2 separate regions of the Ovis aries genome follow, and region 2 is linked to region 1. Evidence: chromatin contacts called from public Hi-C data. All regions are on one chromosome and are shown on one strand. The core of a region is the stretch at or near the end of the contact, and the rest is flanking DNA. Distances in the headings are between cores, read along the strand shown.

What was found. A called contact is a pair of places that touch in the nucleus more often than the background predicts.
Region 2: a Hi-C map of mixed tissues shows a contact between it and region 1, with 3 times the contacts expected there. The contact joins the promoter of MSX2 here to the enhancer-like site in region 1. A contact is called at or near these places in 2 of 16 Hi-C or Micro-C datasets (liver and mixed tissues).

The regions. Positions count from the first base shown.
Region 1 is chr16:6,350,778-6,355,280 of ARS-UI_Ramb_v3.0, reverse strand. No RefSeq gene overlaps it. Among named protein-coding and RNA genes, the nearest start is that of MSX2, 270 kb to the left of the region's middle. Within about 2 kb of position 1,905, at least 3 of the 54 cell types and tissues checked have an H3K27ac peak or open chromatin away from gene starts, as enhancers often do.
Region 2 is chr16:6,620,241-6,624,743 of ARS-UI_Ramb_v3.0, reverse strand. It overlaps MSX2 (msh homeobox 2), which reads right to left and starts at 2,046. Exons shown (of 2, transcript XM_027979998.2): 1 at 1,595-2,046. The coding sequence starts at 1,973.

The DNA.
Region 1 (4,503 bases), core at 656-3,155:
CTCCCTGCCCATCACCAACTCCCGGAGTTTACTCAAACTCATGTCCATTTGAGTCGGTGATGCCATCCAACCATCTCATCCTCTGTCATCTCTTTCTCCTCCCACCTTCAATCTTTCCCAGCATCAGGGTCTTTTCCAATGAGTCAGTTCTCCACATCAGGTGGCCAAAGTACTGGAGCTTCAGCTTCAGCATCAGTCCTTCCAATGAATATTCAGGACTGATTTCCTTTAGGATCGAGTGGCTGGATCTCCTTGCAGTCCAAGGGACTCTCAAGAGTCTTCTCCAACACCACAGATCAAAAGCATCAGTTCTTCAGTGCTCAGCTTTTTTATGGTCCAACTCTCACATCCATACATGACTACTGGAAAAACCATAGCTTTCACTATATGGACCTTCATTGTCAAAGTAATGTCTCTGCTTTTTAATATGCTGTCTAGGTTTGTCATAGCTTTTCTTCCAAGGAGCAAGCATCTTTTAATTTCAAGGCTGCAGTCACCATCTGCAGTGATTCTGGAGCCCAAGAAAACAAAGACTTTCATTGTTTCCATTCTTTCCCCCTCTATTTGCCATGAAGTGATGGGACCAGATGCCATGATCTTTGTTTTTTGAATGTTGAGTTATAAGCCAGCTTTTTCACTCTCCTCTTTTAACATATAATTTATTATAAAACATATAACTATGTTTTAACATATAATTTATTATATATCGTGTATTTCAATACATCCATGTAAATTTAAAAATGAGTTTATTTCAAGCAAACACTAAATAAATAGCAGTGCAGGTGGCTTTCAGATATGGCCGGCCTTCTCCGGATGCAGCAGTGAAGAGCTGGAAGACACTGGACTGGACCATCTCTCGATTATTTCCTGCTCTAAAGTTTTCCAAAGGGACTGGGAGAATCAGTCATCTGGCCTCTTGCAGGCCTGTCCAACCAACTCTGACGATGTTCAGACCACCCCCAATTTTTCACTGACTGCTCCATGTTATCCCAAAACTCCACTCTGCACCGTAGCTGCCATGTGCCACATAGAAGCAGATCCATGCTTGGGGGAAGAGGGAACGAGTATGGTCCAGGAAGGCTTTTTAAAGCCTGTCAGATCCTGCAGGAATTTATTGAGCACTTGCTATATGCCGGTCAATATGCCAAATCCTTGTTCATGATCTTCTAACCCTGTGAAATTGTACCTGAGCTTTTGTCACTAGTGGGGCCTTTATCCAGTTGTTAGGTCCTAGGACCCATTTTATCTTCCGTAAAATGAGATGATGAAACCTGTGTTGTGCTCCTCATTTGATTAGCATCAGAATCAAAAGAGACTGTGTATGGGGACTGCTTTGGGAGCTACAAAGTCCTGTCCAAAGAGCAGGTAAAGATAGACAATGAAAAAAAAGAACCCAGAAAATCTCTTCCTTCTCTTCTCTTCTTTAACAAAACCCACTGTGTGCCATTAGATTACCCGTGAGGTTCTATGACATCATTTGTCAGAGGTCTTGTTTCTCCAGCCCCTTCTCAGATGTAATCACTGGCTCCTGTGACCAGTTAGGAGCATTTAAGTTCTAAGCCCTAAGGGCTGATAAACTCCAGTTTGAATTCCTCCCTGGAACTTGTGAGCAGTGCTCCCTCTGGGCCTATCCTCCTACTGATAAATCAGGGGATGATGGCAGTTGTTGCCCAGTTGTCTGTTGGGAAGACGTGACGTGCTGAACTGTGTAAAGCACTGGGCACAAATTCCTGGCTTGCAACACGTGGTAAACGTGTACAGTCATTGTTATTATCTACTCTGTGAGGTCTGATTGTTATTATTCCCATTCAAAAGACAAAGAAACTGAGGCTCAGGGAGGTGAAGCTGCTCGTTCAAGGCTACACAATGAGTAAGCAGTGGGGCAGAGCTTTGAAGCCAGTTGTGACTCGGGTCATGCTTGTTTGCAATGTGTCATGAGTCTTCTCTATGGGAAGGGAAAGTGTGTGTGTTAGTCACTCAGGCGTGTCCAGCTCCTTGTGACCCCATGGACTGTAGACTGCTGGGCTCCTCTGTCCATGGAATTCTCCAGGCAAGATTACTGGAGGGGGTTACCATTCTCTTCTCCAGGGGATCTTCCCAACCCAGGGATTGAACCCAGGTGTCCTGAGTTGCAGGCAGATTCTTTACTGTCTGAGCCACCAGGGAAGCCCTGGGAAGGGAGGTGGTGTTCTTATAAGAGAGAAGAGAGAGAGAGAAAGAGAGGTAGAGAGAGAAAGAAAGAGAGAAGAGAGAGAGAGAGAAAGAGAAGAGAGAGAAAGAGAAGAGAGAGAGAGAGAAACAGAGAAGAGAGAGAGAGAAAGAGAAGAGAGAAAAAGAGAAGAGAGAGAGAGAAACAGAGAAGAGAGAGAGAAAGAGAGGTAGAGAGAGGGGTGCTTTTGATCTGGATCACGTACAGTTCTCTTTCTTTTTTATGCTGCTTCCTGATTTCAATAGCATTTTCATTCATTATCTCATAAAACCTGGCTGATGTGATCATTGCCAAGCCTGTATTATACTTGAGGCTCCCATCTCTAGAGGCTCAATTCTGCCGAAAATGTCCTTCAGTTTCATAATCTGCCGACTGAAAATTGGGAGCATCACTCGACGCATCATTTATGCATCCTCCTACAGCAGATGACAGAATATCTGAAATAAGCCTGTCGTGGAAAACTTATTTTATTTGATTTCTGCACAGAAATAGTTCATCTGCTTGTAAATCATGCCCTCCCATCTCCAGCCTGTAGCGAATTCTAAGCTGGCCATCTGTGCTGGTCTGTGATCCTTACTGTCTTTAGGGGTGTCAGGGTGAGTAGAGCCCTGGCCACCTGCTGCTGGACACAGCTGGGAACTGGGCTGGAAAGGACAAGCGGTGAGACCTGTGAGCCTGGGCACCTTCTTGGAGACAGGTTCAAATCTTGCATCACTGCTCACCAGATAATTAGCTGCACTCAGCCTTTCTTAGCTGAAGTTTCTTGATCCAAGTTATCATCTTTATCTTGAAGGGTTTTGTTGAAGAGAAATGAGATAATCCATGTAAACCATTTAACTCACTTAGCTAACAGTAAGTGCTTAATAACTACTGACAATTATCCCTGAAGCTTCCCCTCAAGTGAAGAGGTTGGTCTCGTTTGCTGATGAAAATGAAAGTGTTAGTTGCTCAGTCGTGTTTGACTCTTTGAAATCCCGTGGACTATGGCCCTCCATGCTCCTCTGTCCATGGGATTCTCCAGGTAAGAATACTGGAGTGGGTAGCCATTCCCTTCTCCAGGGGATCTTCCTGACCCTGGGATCAACCCTGGGTCTCTGGCATTGAGGCAGATTCTTTTCCATCTGTGCCATCAGGGAAGCCCTCATCTCCTTTGCTGACACCCAGCCTGAGATCCAGTCTGATCGTGTCTGTGGCTATTTCCTGGGCACTTGGAATTTCCTGCCTGGCATGTGAGTCCCTACTCTGGCTATAACCTGCAAACAGGCCTCTGCATAGATCTTGTAGAATTTTCCCCAACAGTTACTACCTCACTTCCTTGTTTCCGAGGAATTTATTTATTCGTTTGTTTATTTATTTCAAATTCTGAACTTGTCTGAAATCAGAACAGGTCTTTAAATCTCTCCATACAGGTAACATAGTAGTAACTCTTTTTATTTTCTTCCCTCCAGAAAAGCTGGTGAACCATCAGTGACAACTCGGAGTGAGTAAAAACACATAGTTCCCATTTTTTGGATCATTTCCAACCTTGTGTCTGTTGGCTGTGGTTGCCAGACCTTCAGAACTCCACTGCTCTGGATCCTGGCATCTTTGGGGAAAGGGGCCTTTAGGGAATGAGCTGGTGCCACAGCGCCCTCTGGTGTCCAAGAGGCTCTGCCAACACATGCAATGGACCGCCTAAAAGCAACGAGGGGGTTTCAGAACATCTGCCCAGCTTTTCTTCCTCCCCAGGGAGGGCAGTGTAAGAGGCGTCATGCCTGCCTTATATGAGGCAATGGCACCCCACTCCAGTACTCTTGCCTAGAAAATCCCATGGACGGAGCAGCCTGGTGGGCTGCAGTCCATGGGGTCGCTAAGAGTCGGACACGACTGAGTGACTTCACTTTCACTTTTCACTTTCATGCACTGGAGAAGGAACTGGCAATCCACTCCAGTGTTCTTGCCTGGAGAATCCCAGGGACGGGGGAGCCTGGTGGGCTGCCGTCTATGGGGTCGCACAGAGTCGGACATGACTGAAGCGACTTAGCAGCAGCAGCAGCATATGAGACAGTGAGAAAGTGGGGATCAGATTGACCTTCCATGAGCCAATAAATTAGCAACCACAACCCAAATGATGAATCCTGACCTGGTGTGCCTGCTCTCCAGCAGGGCCTGGGAGACCTCCAGTTTCTTTTAGCTGCTTCTTTGCTAAAGCTAAACCTGACTTTGGTTTTCAGAGAAGATTTAATCCCCAGGATCTCTGCTCTGGCTTGTGCCTGCCAGGGACTGGGAAAGAAGGGATGCTGGGTCAGAGAAGG
Region 2 (4,503 bases), core at 797-3,296, 270 kb before region 1:
TAGAACGCCCAGAGTCGTGGGCTGCCACCAGATAGGGGATCATTAAATGTCCCCAAGCCTTTCTTGTCAAGCCCAAACTTGATGTGTGCAGATTCCTCTGAACTCTGCTGAAATGTCCTCATCTGTTACTGGGAGGCTGGCTTCAGCCACACAGAGATCAGATAAGATAATATGGTGAAAAGTGCTATAAAGCACTGTGCAAACTTGAGTTTAAATTCTTTGAGTCCTTAACCTCCACGCCCTTTGAATCTTTTGGAGTTTCTAACAGGGTGGAGAAAGACGCCAAAGGGGACCGCCACTGATGTCTGGTTATATGGCCTTGTTCTGTTCACAAAATTCTTTGTTTCTGAGTTTTCTCAGCTGATGGAAATAGAGTAAAATGTGATGCTCCCAGCTTTGGGAAAAAAAAATCCCTCCGCAGGCCCCTTCTCTCTCGCTTTTCCTAGAGGTACAGTGCGGGCAGAGCAATCTTAAAGGTCAGGAGATATAAGTAAAAGGAGCTATAAGAAATGAATGGTTTGTCCAAACTGCAAAAAATACCCAAGGCCCCAAAATAGATGTAAATGCTGGCAGAGAAATCAGCTCTCCTGGGCCTCTCTGTTCTTCCTTATTGGCAGGAAGCGGGGCGCAGGTGTTTCAGCCTCTCCTTGGTCTCTCTGGGTAGAAGGATCAAAGGCGGCCAGGGCTAGGACACCAGGGCCCCTTGCCCAATTCTGCCACTGTTGGTGACCTGGCCCAAGCAAGTTCAATCCTCAAAGTCTGGGTGTCTGAAAACTGAGATAACCACAGGTCCCGGGCTTCTCCCCGCACTTCGAGGTTCCAGCGATGACCGGGATCTGGTGAACTAGTAAGTATCACTTGGTAAACTCAAGCGCTGCTGGAATGCTGTTAATTATTACTCTGAGCCAAGCGGAGCCCCACGCCGCTGACCGCAGCCCGCTCCCAGCGAAGCGACGTGCCGGCCGTCGGGAGATACTTCCTCGCCGCATAGGTCTCTGCCGCCATCCCTCCGAGGGATCGTGCTTCGATTCCCCAGGGACCATCGGAAGATGATCACTGCTACCCCAAAGTCCGATTAGATTTTAACGAGCTCATCTTTAAAATGAGGGCACACCTCGCAGGGTTGTGAACTTTGAAATACAGTAAGGCACTCCGCTTCTGCCTGGCATATATTCGGGTGCACATTAAACGAGAATCCTTCTTCACTCCCTAGACAGAAACCTCGATGGACAGTGAGAAAAAGCGAAGTGGCCTGAGCGCAGGGCTGTGGGCTAGAGAAAACGACAACCGAGCGACCCCAGCCAACGCAGCTGGGTTCGCCCTTCAAAGACCAGGGAGTTGGCAATCGTATAGAACACTTTGTGTAGCTGGGGGATCCCGAACACGCGCTGCGCGGCTATCACCCAGAAGGTGTCTTAGATGCCGCTGGACTCTGGGGATATTAAGGGGCCAAGACCTTGCAATGTTTGCTTTAGGGGGCGCATAGTACAGAGGGGCCTCCGTACCATAGCTTGGAATACTGGCCCCTAGTTCCCCCCCCCCGGTACCCCGCGCACCCCACCTACTCCTGGTCCCGGCTCCCGCAGGCACTCACTTGGCGGCGGCGAGTATCTGCCCGGTTCCTGCATCCACGCCGCTCCGTCTTCTGAATTTTCCGACTTGACCGAGGCGGTCTCGAAGGGTTTGACCAGCGGCCCGGGGCTGTGAGCTTCCCGGACGCCGTGGCCAGGCAGCAGAAGCGGCCGCAGGGTGGCCCCGGCGGAGGCGCTTTCGGCTGGCCGCGGGGACGTCTCCTTGGGCGGCTTCTTGTCCGACATGAGCGCCTCCACACTGAAGGGCAGGCTGGAGACCTTGACGCGGCGTTCCTCCGCTGCCCCTTCGGCGCCCCCAGGCCCCGGGCCCGGTCCGGCCACCATCGCTGGGCCCTCCTCATCAGACGAAAACAGGTCATTGCCTTTGGACGGAGAAGCCATGACTTCTCTGCCCTACGTAGCTCCGGGCGCGCGACTCCGCTGGCAACCCGGCAGCTGCGACTCAAACTTTTTTGGGGGGGAGACAGGAGGGGCGCGCCTGGAGCCGTGCCTTTCCTCCAAGGGGAAGTGAGAGACTGGGCTCAGCCAATCCGCGCTCGCCCTGGCGCTGACGCCACGGATGCTAGCCTCCGATTGGTTCTTCCGGAAGAGGCTGGGACTTTTTTTATTTTTTTCTGTTTGAAATAAATTAGGAGTTAATTACAGGAGCAGTCAGCAGAGTTGTTATTAGGCGATCCCTCAAGGGTTATAATCACGCCAAAACTGAAAAGTCTAAGGCGTAATTAAGGCCGATTATTTAAAGAGGAAGTTCGCCGAGTCCCATTTCTTCTCTCTTTTGACCCCTCTTTTAAAAAGGTTCTCCGCTCCAGAACGCGTTTAAAATCTGCAACTGACATTGCAAAAAACTTTGATGAAGCTCCTACTATGGGCCGAAACTGGGCTACTTAACAGTTTTCGGGGTCAGCACTGAAAGCAAGGGCCAGCATCCCTGTTAAAGGAAATACTACATGCATGGCGCTTATAAGAGCAGATATTTCGCTTAGCAAGTGCCCATCAGCGTTTGCTATTACTGTAACTCCCCTAGGAGAAGGGCCGGAGGGAGTCAGAGAGGTTGGTGGTCACGACAACCCTCTCCCAAGTAGCTGGAAAATTTAAAGCAGAGCTTTCCATCTCTTACACTCAAAACCAGCGCACTCTTAGAAACTCTGAAATCCTGGAGTTTTCTTTTCCCTGAATCTCTTCACTGGAAGAAATCCGGATCTGACCTTTTTCTCAAGACTGCGTGCGTTGTGTGTTTATGAGTTTGTTTGAGCCTGTGCTTGTCATGTGTGTTTAGGTGCCAGTGTTTGCCTTCAAGGAGGAGGAGGGAGGAAAAGGCATAGATAATATCGAGTGCTTCCCAACCACCCCCACCCCCACCCCCCGCAAATCTCATAAATATTGGGTGCCAAGTTTGCACACCCCAGCCTGTGTATCTTTTAGGGAAGCACATTTTTATTCATTGCACCTAGCTAAAAAAAAAAAAAAAAAGTATAGATATCCCCACCCTACTTGAAATTATACCCTGGGTAATTACATCTCAAAGCCTTAGTGATGACTGTCTCAGTATGGGAAAGGGGAGAGCACAGAAGCTTCTAAAGTGCAGAGACCAACCTTGCTGCAGGCCACGGGGTCAGCACCTATTGCTTCAAATGATGCCTGCTATGCTATGGTTGCCTTTTCCTATATCTGAGTGATTTCCTATATCCCAAAGATGATGAGGTGAATAGAAGTTTCCCAACTCAGGGACTTGCACACAGCAGATGCTTGTTAAATAGTTCCCAAAGCTTTGGAAGGAAGGGACATTGATTTTAGTTAGTGAAATGACCAGATCTTGGAGCTACCTCGATATTCAAGAGAAACTTGACCCCTAGATCCACTTCCTAGAGCACTTTCCTTCACCCCAAACCTCCGTCTGGACTGAAACTGTGCTGGCCTGGGATAACCAGAATAAGTGTTACTGACACTTAGAGGATAAAAACACTGCACTGTCCACTTAACTCAGTTTGATTAAAAATGGTCTTGAATAAAAGCTTAAAAGTAAATAAGTCTTAACCACAGCCTTCTAAAACCTCCCTCTCCCACCACTATCAAGAAACTGAAAGTTTAGAGAAAGTTATTTAAAAATTCACACACACAATTATGAGAGCTATCTGGAGATACATGCCTTATGCATTTTCCCCTTGAGTCATACTTGATAGTTGACTTGATATGCATCTCAAATACCGCACCGTAAATCCACATTAAGTTCCGTGCCTTCTAGAGATAGCTAAGCAAGGTGCAGGGTATATATTTTGGAAGCAAACCTGAAATTCGTTTAGTACTCAGCTGCCAAAATGTACAAATGGTAAAGTTTTCAGTTGGGTGGTACCCAGCCACTGTTTGATAACTGTTCTTGAAACCTCCTTGTTAATATTTGTCAGTTAGGGGACATGCAGACTCATTCCTGGGATTTTTTTCTTTTTCTTAAATCAGTGCTACTAGAGCTCTTTTGATGAACTTTTCTAGGAGAGGATATGTTAAGTTCCTCTCCCCTACTCTCTGGTCCTGATGTCCAGGCAAACGATGTAAAGTATGAAGCCGGAAATGACAAAATAGAAGAAATTAAAAAAAAATAATAACTGGTGTTCTAAGCCAGAATACTAAGTTTTGGCCATGAATAGATGTCCAGGGAGAAACCAGCCTGACCGTCTTGTTTTCTGCCGGCTCCCTCCCCAGCACCCTGCTGGGGTTGGACAATTCTGGAAAGGGTCTCTTCTGCTGTGAAAAGAGTGGAAGCTCAACGTAATTCTAACCTTTTATGGAAAGCCCCGTCTGTTCATTTGCTCCTGAGTTGGCTGCGTTTTTTTAGAATATTGTATTCACCTCTTCCTGGCCGCGTGACCCTGGTCTTTTTACTTCTTCCTTACACACCCCCCACTCTGTCCCTTTT